Linked DNA regions of Mus musculus: region 2 is linked to region 1. Evidence: chromatin contacts called from public ChIA-PET data. All regions are on one chromosome and are shown on one strand. The core of a region is the stretch at or near the end of the contact, and the rest is flanking DNA. Distances in the headings are between cores, read along the strand shown. Region 1 holds the start of Il10ra (interleukin 10 receptor, alpha). Region 2 holds the start of Arcn1 (archain 1).

The links. ChIA-PET counts read pairs in DNA pulled down with a chosen protein or histone mark.
Region 2: a contact with region 1 is called in an RNA polymerase II ChIA-PET map of memory CD8 T cells, with 20 read pairs. The contact joins the promoter of Arcn1 here to the promoter of Il10ra in region 1.

The regions. Positions count from the first base shown.
Region 1 is chr9:45,264,806-45,270,919 of GRCm38.p6, forward strand. It overlaps Il10ra (interleukin 10 receptor, alpha), which reads right to left and starts at 4,344. Exons shown (of 7, transcript NM_008348.3): 1 at 4,201-4,344; 2 at 2,295-2,415; 3 at 1,650-1,837; 4 at 684-850. The coding sequence starts at 4,267. It overlaps Mir7086 (microRNA 7086), which reads right to left and starts at 1,902; the gene lies at 1,838-1,902.
Region 2 is chr9:44,765,277-44,771,879 of GRCm38.p6, forward strand. Arcn1 (archain 1) reads right to left here and starts at 2,532. Exons shown (of 10, transcript NM_145985.4): 1 at 2,394-2,532. The coding sequence starts at 2,396. It also overlaps a transcript of Ift46 not described here.

The sequences.
Region 1 (6,114 bases), core at 3,094-5,593:
GTAGTGTGAACGTCAGAGAACAACCAGACGTCAGTCTTCCGTCTTCCACTTTGTTTGAGACAAGCCCTCTTTGGTGTTTGCCACTGTGAACTCCAGCCTAGAGCTGACCTGAAGCTTCCTCTGAGTCTCTCGTCTCCAGCTTCCATCTTACCGTAGGAGAAATGGATTCTAAGTGTGTGCTTCTAAGTCCGGCTTTATGTGGGTTGCAGGGATTTGAACTCAGCTCCTCATGCTTGTGCACAGAAAGCTGGTTACCTGCTCAGCCATCACCCCAGCCCTCCGCTTTTATTTTAACAGAGCAAAGGGAGTCTTTGATAGAAGTGGAGACTCTTCACAGAAAGAACTAGAAAAAGCTGAAGCGAGAGAGTATTTGATGGGTTCCAGACTGCAGGGGTTGGACCCCAGCATGTTTTTACAGCTTCCTTCCTTATCTACAAACTGGAAGAAAACACTCGAGGGTAGTTGTCGCATGCATTGTGCACGGTTGATACTACTGATCACCGTTGATCATCACCGTTGATCATTGATGATGATAGGTGTGTTCTTCTCACTCTCCCCTGGGAGCACAGTTTGAATATCAGGTCCCTCCTGGCTCCCCATAACCTCTTTGTCCTATATGTGCCAAGCTCCCCAGTGGGACAAGAAAGTGATTCCAATCCAGGTGGCCCTGGGGAGCATCATACCTTTAGTTCTGAGAACTTCCGGATGGAAATCTTGTAAACTCGGAGATCCTTGAAGACTTGTTCGTACTCATCCCCTGCAGGGGTTATCGTGGGCCTGGGGGGATGGATTGTCCCATAGATGATGCCGTCCATTGCTTTCAGAGTCACGCTATCCACTGTCAGAATCACTAAGTGAGAGACAGGTGAAGACATGAGGGCAAAGGCTAGGGAGAGCATCCAGAGCCTCACTCTAGGATCAAACCTTTCCAACTCTAAAACCTAGACCTCAGGTTTACAGCTCTACCCCGCATGAGAACATCTTAGAGAATGTGTCTTATGGGTCTCTAGCACCCAGGGAATTGAATAGCTCAGCCTGGGTCCTTGAAATACAACTTTTAAAGCTACTCCCTTGCATATGCTTTCTGCAGGCAGCTGAGCCCGAGCATATAAGCTGGCCTTGGGGAAACAGCGACCTCCCAGATGTCACTTCTAGCTCTGAGTCCTACAGGGTGAGACCATCTTGTAGCCAGACCCTGTGCAGATCCAGTGTGGATTGAAGGGTTCCACTGTGGCTAGCTAACTGCCCTGGGACTCCCCAGAAATTGTCTTGGATTTTTTTTTTTCATCAGTACATCTTCCAGCCTCAAAGGTACAAGCTGGGAGATTCTCTCTACGCGGGGCCAGGCCTCATCTGAACTGTGTCCCTGAGTGCTCAAAATCCAGTGCCTCATCCTAAACTCGACAAGTTCATACATGTGGCTTTCATGACACAGACACCCCACCCATCCCAAGACCTCTCGTATGGAGGATAAACAATGTCACTTCCCTTTAAAAATCTCAGACAGATCTGTTAAGGCAGTCAGTTTGCTGGCCAGGAAGTCTGGTGACTTTAAAGTGGTGAGAACAGACAGAACAAGCCCTAGGCTGGAGTTCCTGGCTGGAACTGTCCCGGAAGGCCATGTTCTAAGCCCAGTAGAGGCAAAGCACCTTCATCCACTGTGAAGCGAGTCTCAGTGGTGGTCCAGTTGGAGTACTGACTGTTGTCCACTGCCCGGACTCTGGCCCGGTAGCCATAGCTTCGGTGATACAGATCCAGGGTGAACGTTGTGAGATCACAGGACAATGCCTGAGCCTTTCTACAGATATGGATGTCATTCCAGGTTGAGTTTCCGTACCTGAGGAGATATCAGAACGGACACTGAGGGAACAGCTTGTGCCCAAACCTTTCTCCTCTTAAGAGGGGAGGGAAAGGCCAGGCAGAACGTTTCCTTAATGACAAAGGGAACAGTCCTCAGGCCCTTGGCCAAGGTCTCTGTTGACATCCATGTTCTAGAAAGCCCCTGGGTGGGAATTTAAGTAGCTCATTCCCCCCTAAGACTGTATGAGCCCACTCTGCAATCCCCTGTTTCCTTTCTTGTAGTTAGGTTTATGAATGCTTTTCCAGAATACCAGGAAGCCCTCCAAGCCAACAGCTGCTCACCTTAGGGGTCCCAGCACATTGCTCAACTCATATGACACTCAAGCAAGTATGTGTCAGAGTCCCTTTTAGTCTCATTTCAATAGTAAGGTAGCCACCTAGTCGTCCCCCCCCCCTCCCGCCTCCATTTGGTCCCCCTGTGCCTCTTTCCTTACTGTTTGAGGGCCACTTCATAGTAGGTGCTCTCAGACTGGTTTGGGATAGGTTTCCAGTGGAGGATGTGCTGGAAAAATCTGGCTTCAAACCACACATAGGAAGGGCTTGGCAGTTCTGTCCCTAGGGGAAAGAATTCTAACACTAGAGAAAGCAGAGGTACCCGGGGGACTAGGAAGAGGGTGGTGAAAGCCGCAAGAGTACTTTGGGAGGGAGGGGCTGGGTGCTTTACATATATATGTTCGGTTTAGTGATCACAGCAGCTCTGGGCTCTAGACACATGCCGAACTTAGTGAAGAAGAAATAGAATCCCAGAGAATCAGATAGTTGGCCCAAGGCCAGTGGAGCCAGTAAGGGGCATGGTGGTGGTCTATATCCAGAATGTGTCTGAATCCAAAGCTAGAGTCTTGTCTTTCTATGCTTGTGTGATGTGGGATGAGAAGCCTCACAAGGGACTGACAAAGGCAAGTTGGGTCTGTTACATTCCAGGATAATGGCCAGGAGTGGCTCTCAGATGAGCCGGTCCCTGGCTCTCTGGCCAAAGCCTGTTCCTGTTCTAGCGACATTCCAGGACTGAGTTCTCATCCAAGCCATGACCCTTGACCTTATCTGGATCCGTAGGCACCCTGCTTGTCTACACAGACATCTTGTGGTCCAGGCACAGGGTATCCCCACAGTCCCTAGTTTCTAGGAAAGCTGTAGCTCAGACATGGACATCAGTATAATCAGATGCCTAGGCGAGCCTCAAATGGAGACAATGAACGTCAGCGGTCCAGCCTCCTGGCCTCCTCGAAAACTCAGCTGTGAAGTACCTGTAGTCTCCCACTCTATTAGTTCTAAAGAGCTGACACAGGAGCCTGGAGCTAGCAGCTTGCCAGTATGACCAGGAGCAGAGGAGTGACCCCCTTGAGATCCTCTGCCCTTTTTGTAACAATACAATAAGCATTCCTATTGAATTCTCCTGATGAGTTCTGCGGGCTTAAGTGTGTTGCAAGGACAATAGCCCTTGTTCCTCTCCAGCCTTCTTGACCCTTTAAGATGTCTCCTCTTGAAGGCAGCTCTGCAACACTTTCCTTCTCCAAACTGCCAGCTCTCTGAGAGTCACAGTTCTCAGTTCTCTTTCAGTGACCCTGTCATTCTCAGAAAACATACTTGTCCCAGCCCTTCCCCCCCCCCACCCCTTTCTTTGAATCTCAAGGTTGTGTTTCAGTTGCAAAACTCTGAGAGGGGGAGTGAAAACCTCAGCCCGTGTTTGTGATGTTCAGCGGGGCACATCCCCAGTGCCTCTGTAGATAACATGACTGACTGTGCTCTTTTTACTTTGAACTCCTGTAAAAGTGTGTTTTGGGGTCCCCGGTCTTCGTACTTCTGTGCCACTTGGTCCCTCCAACTCTCCACTTTTTCATTCTCTCCTGGGCTACAGGAACCTAGCCTGAGCTGAGGAGTGGGTAAAGTGTGTGTGTGTGAGGGGGGTGGGCAGCAGGCAGCGGAGATGAATTGTGGGCTAAAGACTAACAGGGTGGTCGGGAAGGGTGGGCAGAAAGAAGGGATGGGGTGAGATGGTAGGGTTCAGGGAGAGGAGCCTAACTAAGAAGGGGCACGATCAGACCCACGGAAGAACCAGAACAGCCGAAAAGTGAGGGCTAAGTTATGGATTGTCCGGAGGTGGTAGGATAATGATTTGAGGAACAAGGGTACGTACAGGACGGAAACTATAGGCTTTACCCATCCATCGCTGGCCACTCCCAAACAGCCACAGTTAATCTTAGCCTCCTCCACTTAAACAGCAGGTGAGCCGGAGACCGTTTTGCCAGCATGAAGGAGCTGGGGCGGGACCCCAGCCCATCCAAGCAGATTCTCCCGCGAATGTGAACTTTAAAGCAACAGAGCGAGCGCTGGGGAGCCTACCGTATGCAATGAATTCTAGGCTCAGGCTGGAGATCGTGACGAGGAATGGGAGCAAACGCGACAACATCCTGGGCGCACAGCGGCATCGTCCACTGGAGCCGGCCTTTACGCCTCCGGCCGGCGGCGTCCTGAGAACTGAAGACTGCCGCTGGATCCACAGGGCCAGCTTGACATCAACCTGAAGGCGGAGCCTCGTTGCTCCGCCCTCAGCCCACGGAGCTTGGGAACCTCCGCAGGAACCTCAGCAGGCAGCGAAGTCTAGCTAGTTCTGGGGCATTTGTCTCAAGGTGAAAGAGCAGCTGAGGCTTTCTGTGGCTGGGCTCTTAACTCTCACACCGACTGGACAGCCTGTCTCCCCTCTCCCTCCCCCTCCCCTTCCCCTTGCCCCCTTCCCCTCTCTGTTGTAGCAATTGGAATTACTGACTGGGCCAGGAGCAAAGCACAAGCGTGCAGGTACATGTGTGAAAGTCCTGGGACCTCTATGCAGGGCCCTCTGCTAAGCCAACAGTGAGGGAACGTCCCTACCTGACTCTTGGTGGGAGTCCATGACACCCCCAGGCCCTTTAGGTTGTTCTTGCCCTAAATCTGCAGGTTAGAAGTGTCAATAGGCGCCTTGAGGGACCTGGTATCACTCAGATGCCTCTTCAGTGACCAGGACATCTGTCTGCCCTCCAGTGTCACCAAAGATGTTAATTGTGTGAGAGACCAAGCTTTGTCCACCTGACTTATTGGCAGGTGGCGCTGATACTGTGAGTATGTCACTTACATGATTTTCAGGGATCTAATTGTGAGGTGTACAGCGCCCGTGGGGTCATCTGCCAGGTACATATTCATGCTATCCTGGAAGCCCTGTTTTTGTTCTGAGGAGGCACAGAAGCCAAGGAAGGGCTGGAGTCACTAGGATGCCCTTGCTCTCAAGAAGTCACTTTCTATTCCCCTCAGAGCCTACCTGTCACACGGAAGACACTACTGCCTTGAGAAGGCTTGGCCAGCCATCGGTCTGCAAATTGCATGATTCTCAGTGCCAATACCAATCCTGCCTCCCATCAAATTAGAAACTGACTGAAAACAGTATGAGGTATTTGTTAAATTTTTCTTTTTCTTCCTGGAAATTGGATTGGATGGTTCTCCGGTGTGAAGTTCGTAGATGACAAAGTACTGTTACTATGTCAAAGATTTGGGCAACCTCTGAACCTGGAGAAGGACCCTCCAACTTGGGGGTGTCAGACACGAGCACTGCCGTCGTGACCTGAGAGCTAGTGATGCACACCACCCCCTTGGCTTGTGGAGACACAAGCTTTGTCTAAACACCGTGGGAGTGGATAGTGCTATGTCCAGTGGCCTAGACAGAGGATGCCAAGTGGAGTGGGATCATGTTCTGTGCCGAGGGAACTCACTGGGAAAGGTGCTTGTCTGTGAGGACTGGGCTGCCCTAGCTATTCAGCTAGTTGGAAGTAATATCTGTGAACCATAGCATCGAGCACACACACACACACACACACACGCACACACACACAATCAGTGAGAACCACACTCAGGGATACCCTCGTCACTGTGAATACCCTCATGTCAGCCATGTTGGAAAACTTCAGACTTCTTAATGTGGGAGGACTTTGTTTTAATTGCTGTTCTGCACTGCCCATCCTTCCGCTGGTAAAGCACATATACTGCTTGGCGTGACACAAGTACCCAGGCGTGACGCAAGTACCCGGGCATGACTTCTTAGTCCCCGTTTACCTCTTAAAAAAGAGGACACTGCGGTGTTTCTTCCTCAGTTGTCTTCCTTTTAGTTTTTGGTTGAGTTATAAGAATTTTAAAGCCTTGCACCTTGGCTGTTTTAAGGGACGATCGAGATGGTTCTTCCACATACCAGAATTTACAGTCACAAGCTGATGCTGGCCAAAACCAGGCCCC
Region 2 (6,603 bases), core at 1,282-3,781, 500 kb before region 1:
GCTTATTCTGAAATATGTTTTTAAAAGATAGAAAGAAATGGATGAATGATTTAGGTGTGTGATAAAATAATTATAATGAAATTTTAAGAGAAACTAGTTGGTAGTTACAGGACTGTTCCCTATAGGGGTCTGTGAAATGTTCTAAATGTTGGGAAATCTTGTATTAATCCCAGCACTCGGGAGGCAGAGGCAGGTAGATTTCTGAGTTTGAGGACAGCCTGGTCTACAAAGTGAGTTCCAGGACAGCCAGGGCTATACAGAGAAACCCTGTCTCGAAAAACCAAAAAAAAAAAAAAGTTGAGGAAAAACTATGAGAAATTTTGATGCAACCTTAAAGATCAAAATTTCACCCCACTTGATATAACTCTATGGTACAGTGATTTTTCTGTAATTAAGTAGGGCCCAAAAACATACAGAAGTACTACCAAGCAGGCCTCTGACTTGACAGAGTAGAATATGCTGAGATAACTGCTCTCCATGACACAGGAGTCTGTACGTATCTGGATCATGCTAAGTGTCGTATTGTATTCGGAAATATAGGACACAGCTATATGAATATGTATTCACATCAAAAGGACAAACAAAAATATTTGTATGCACACATACAAAAGTTTACACATATATGCACACATGTATATGTATACACACATTACCATGGAATACCTAGAGCTTTACTGTTTCACAACAATCTTTCATTTTGTTTTGAGACAGGGTTTCCCTGTGTACCCCTGGCTGTCTTGGAATTCAATCTGTAGACCAAGGTGGCCTTAAACTCAAATATCTGCCTGCCTCTGCCTCCCTAGTGCTGGAATTAAAGACATGTACCACCAAGTCTGACATATTCCTCCATTATCAACGAATTTAAAATATTAAAAGTTCCAAGAACATTTTAACAAACTAGATTTTGGTAAAGGTTATCTGGACTTTTGTTTCCATAAGGTTCTAATGTTAGTTTTAAAATTACACACTCTAACATAAACTATGAACACTCCCTAAAACGTAAAAGAGTAGGTGCACACCTTTAATTCTAGTGATGGGAAGCCTGGTCAATAGAATGAGTTTCAGAACAGCCAGGTCAGCATAGTGAGAAACCTTTTCTCTAAAACTAAAAAAAATGGAGGCTAGAGGTATGGCTCAGCAGTTAAGAGTACTTCTTGTTCTTGCATAGGACGTAGGTTAGAATCCCTGTACCACAGGGAGGCTGATAAGTGTCCATAACTATAGTTCTAGGGAATCCAATACCATCTTCAGGTATTGCACAGACACACAACTTCATATACATAAAATAAAAACATCTTAAAATATAAAAGAAAAAACATACACAATAACAACAACAACATCAACTCATGGAATTGGGGCTCAGGGTCGGTATATGAGGTTTTGGAAATTTTATGTCTAATACCAAATTTTGGGAGGCAAGCCTACTTGATGTAAATTTTATACACCTGAGGCTGGAAAAGAAACTTTCTGTGGTTTAAAGACCAAACATGAATTTCTCCTCTAACCAAATTCTTATCAAAAGAGTTGTTAGTAGAACTTAATAGGACAAGTACCAAGAGAGTCAGTCATGTTACTTAGGTATGCTTTCAAAGCACCTTTAAAAATTCTTCAAAAGTTACTAGATCTAAGGATCTCCTCTTATTCCCGAATATTCAGATTTCAGTCGATTAAGGAGGATCTGGTGGAGTTAATTCTGCTTTCTCCTACCCTCACCTACAAATAACCTCTCCTATCTTGGTAACAGATGAGTTCATAGAGAAATAAGCTCCGCTGGCATCAGAGTCCCCAAGCACAGCCCACCTCTCCTATTCCACATAACAGCTGTGATTACAGTAAGCCACACTCCTGTCACTCCACCAAAACGGTCGGTCCCTTAAAGACAGAAACCCTGTGCTGTCACTCCGTTTCTCTACGTTCTATATACACTCTGCACCAGCCTCGCTGCCAAAGACACGTACGCGCTACCCTAGCACAGGGTAGCTACGGGGACACCGGGGTCCCTCAAACGGGCGCCCGAAGTTACCATTTCCGCACTGCCTCTACTTCCCCCTTTCAATTAAGAGGTGGAGGAGGGAGAAGAAAAGCTTTGAGGCGTGGTGACAAGAGGACGAAAAGCGGCGGACAGGCCCAGCCTCCAGCCCTGCGGTTCCGGAGCTCGCAGGGAACCGGCGGGACCTGAGGACGGAAGACCCGCGCGACAACCACCAGCCCGAGTGGCGGGCGGGCGGACGTGGCGGCGCTGCCGGCGGAGGCTAGGTGGGCGCGGCAGCTTTCGCTCTAGGACTCCGGGAGGCCGTGCCAAGCCTGGGCCGACAGCAGGGCTCCGGGCGCGGCTCCTGCGGTCCCGGCCCAGCCGGCGAGGACGTGGCGAGGGAACCCGGCTCGGCGCTTACCATGGTGAGGCCGCAGGTGGGGCGCGCTGCGCCGCGCTCTGGCTCTGCGGGGACTCGGGCTGCTGCCCAGAGACGCGGAGCTCTGGCCGCTCCGGACCTGCCGCCCCTGACAGGAGCCTCCGCCGCTTCGCCTCTTGCCAAGATGGCGGCCCCAAGCCACGTCTCCAACCGGAAACGGCGCGGGTCAAAGGGCGGGGGGCGGGGCCAGTAAGCTCCGAAGCCAGGAAACTCAGACCCCTGTTAGCCCAGGATTTGCAGGTTTGGCTAGAATTGTGGAGCGTCATTCCTCTGTCCTTTCTTTCTCTTCGCCTGCGTTTATTTGGTGCTGCTTCTTTTTTTTTTTTTTTTTTTTTTTTTTTTAAAGATTTATTTATTATTATATGTAAGTACACTGTAGCTGTCTTCAGACACTCCAGAAGAGGGAGTCAGATCTCGTTACGGATGGTTGTGAGCCACCATGTGGTTGCTGGGATTTGAACTCCGGACCTTCGGAAGAGCAGTCGGGTGCTCTTACCCACTGAGCCATCTCACCAGCCCTTGGTGCTGCTTCTTAAAGTTCGTAAAAACACTCAATGGAATATATAAAATAATCTGTGACCATGAGGAACTAGTATCCTGAATACATAACGTCTAGAACTCCCGTAATAAAGCCGGCATGGTGTCCCCTCACCTGTAATCAATTCCAGGTAAATTAGGAAACTGAGGAGGAAGACCAAAAATTGTCCAGCCGGGCACACGCCTTTAATCCCAGTACTCGGGAGCCAGGGGCAGGACGATCTCTGTAAATTTGAAGCCAGCCTGGTCTACAAAACAAGTCTGGGATAGCCAGAGAGAGCTACACAGAGAAACCCTGTCTTGAGAAGCAAAGCACTAATAAAATACTGACACATACAACATAGATTAGCCTTGAAAACAGGTGTAAAGAAACAGATGCAAAGGCCACTATTTGTTTGCAATGACTAAACCAGGGATATCTGTGAAATTAGAAAGCTTATAAGTGATTTATCGGAGTTCCAGAAGACTAGGACATAGCGGCTAGTGCATTATGTTTGGAATGTAAGTGCCATGGAATTACCCAGAGGCAGATATCCTGAAAGCCACTGAACTGTACGGTTTATCTTCAATATGTAATTATTTTATTTTTAAATCCTATGTGTGTTCAGACATGTGCCTGCGAATGCAGGCGCTGCCTGATATGGGTGCTGGGAATCGAACTGGGGCTTTTTGAAACAGCAACGGATACTCTTGACTGCTGAACCCCCTCTCCAGTCCTGAACTGTATACTTCAAAGGGCTGGGGTTTTTTGTTTGTTTGTTTGTTTGTTTGTTTTAGGGTCCTGAGAGATAGCTCAGCAGTTAAAATCCTATATTGCTCTTGCAGATTTGGTTTTCTCCTGCCTCAAAAAAGAAAGAAAAGAAAATGTATGTTCACAAGTGTCCTTGGTCAGGCGCGCCTTAGAGGCTGTATAACAGAAGTAAAAACAAACGAGGAATCAGCGCGACCTGTGCTTAAATTCTTTTCAGTACTCAAGGCCTTAGTCGTTAGTTAACTCACTACACCTCTCTAAGCCTGTTATTACTCTTTAAACTGGTGGGAGCACATACTTCATAAATTTATAGAGTTAGATAATAGAAAATAAATTAGACTGTATAAGCTAAGTGTTCCACCACAGTAACTGCTCAACAATTTATACTTGTTATTATGGACATAGCATCACAAAGATAAAACCAAAAATAGCAATTCTACTCAAAACATATTTTTGAGGCAGTTTTACTTCCTATACCTGCCTGACCTAGAACTCACTATGTAGATGAGGCTGGTCACGAACACACAGAGGTCTGTCTGCCTTTACATCCTTAGTGTTAAGATTAGAGGCAATTCTCTTTTTAACTTGAAGCAGCACAAAAGAGGTGTGTGCTAGTTAGTAGCCCCAAAATAGAAAACCTTGTGTCCACCAACTGACAAGTGGATAAAGAAAATACTGTATACACCCCAACGAAGCGTTGAGGTGAGCCATCTGCAACAGCTTGGGTGAAACTGGAGAAATTCTGTACATTAAAAAGGAAAAGAAAGGTCTCCCCGGAGAGGGTTAGTCTGTGTAATCCTGGCTGTCTTGGAATTTGCTCTATAAACCAGGCTGGCATTGAACTTAGAGATCTACATGCCTCTGCCTCCCAAGTGCTGAGATTAAAGGCATGTGCCACATACCCATCAGGGACAAAAGCCAGCTCTGGTGACACATGTTTGATCTCAGCACTTGGGAGGCAGAGGCAGGAAACTCGAGTTTAAAGTCTGGGCTGAAGAGATAGACTTAGGGATTTACAAGGACCCTCTGCTGTTCCAGAGGACTAAGGTTCAATTTCTAACACCTACGTGGCAGCTCACAACCATCTATAATTCCGATTCCAAGAGATCGGACACCCTCTTTGTGACTCTGAGGGTACCAGGCTTGTAGATGATGCATAAACATACTTGCAGGTAAAATACCCATACATATAAAAGTAAATAAAATCTTTTTATAAAACTATTTATTTATTTTAGGTATGTAAGTACACTATCATTGTCTTCAGACATGCCAGAGAGAGCATCAGATCCCATTTACAGATGGTTGTATTCTTATCTGCTGAGTCATCTCTCCAGCCCCAATATTTTTTAGGAATTAGAAAAACACTAACAGAAAATAAAATAAAAATTAGCCGGGCAGTGGTGGTGCACGACTTTAATCCCAGCACTTGGGAGGCAGAGGCAGGCGGATTTCTGAGTTCGAGGCCAGCCTGGTCTACAGAGTGAGTTCCAGGACAGCCAGGGCTACACAGAGAAACCCTGTCTCAAAAAAACAAAACAAAACAAAACAAAAAAAAAAGAAAAGAAAAAAGAAAGAAAGGGCTGGAGAGATAGTTCAGTGATTAAGAGTATTAACTGCTCTTCTAGAGAACCTAGGTTCAATTTCCAACATCCACATGTCAGCTCACAGCTGTCTTTAACTCCTGTTCCAGGGACTCTGACAGCCTCATATAGACATACATGCAAGCAGGACACAAATATACATAAAATAAAAATAAAATTTAAAAAAGGAAGAAATATGTTCTGGTGTTCTGTTGCATAGAAAAGTTGACTATTAAGGACAAAATATAGTTTAGTATATATTTTATAAAAAAAAAAAAAACCTAGAAGGAAGAACCCTGATTTTTTTCCCCACAAAATAATGAGAACTGTTGGCAGCACACATGTGAAACAGCAGCACTTGAGAGGCAAAAGCAGGATACTATGAGTTTGAGGCCAAGTCCATATAGTGAGATGCAGGCCACAAGCATCATGAGCCCTTGTGTCAAGTAAGAAAAGGAAAAGTTGAAGGGCTGGAGAGATGGCTCAGCCGTTAAAAATACTGTCTATTCTTCCAGAAGTCCTGAGTTCAATTCCCAGCATCCACATGCTGGCTCACAACCATCTATAAGATCATACATCAAGTTGTTTGGTTTTTTTTTTTTAAAGATTTATTTATTTATTATATGTAAGTACACTGTAGCTGTCTTCAGACACACCAGAAGAGGGCGTCAGATCTTGTTACGGATGGTTGTGAGCCACCATGTGGTTGCTGGGACTTGAACACTGGACCTTTGGAAGAGCAGTCAGGTACTCTTACCCACTGAGCCATCTCACCAGCCCCAAGTTGTTTGTTTTAAAAGGTTGAGAATCTAGAAATGCTAGGACTTGAATATTTTGTAATGTACACATGTATAGAAACAACACAAAATGCCCCATAACTCTGTACAATTTTTAGGTATCGATTTTCTTTTTTAAAGAAGCACGTATGAGTCTCTCATTTTTCTTTTTCTGAGTTGGGATTGTAGGTCTGAACACTATAGGTTAGTGCCCTGCTGCATGTACATCTGCAGGCCAGAAGAGGGCATCAAATCCCTCTCATAGAGGGTTGTGAGCGACGATGTGGGTGCTGGGAATTGAACTCAGGACCTCTGCAAGAATAGACAGTGTGCTTTTCTTTTTTTTTTCTTTTTTTCTTTTATTATTTTGGGGGGTGGTGTGGCCTCCAGATAGGGTTTCTTTGTGTATAACCATGACTTTCCTGGAACTCGCTTTGTAGATGAGACTGGCCTAGAATTCAGAGATCCGTCTGCCTTTCCCTCCTCAGTGCTGGGATTAAAGGCATGTGCCACTGAAAGACCCACAACATGAGGACTCCCCCACGTTC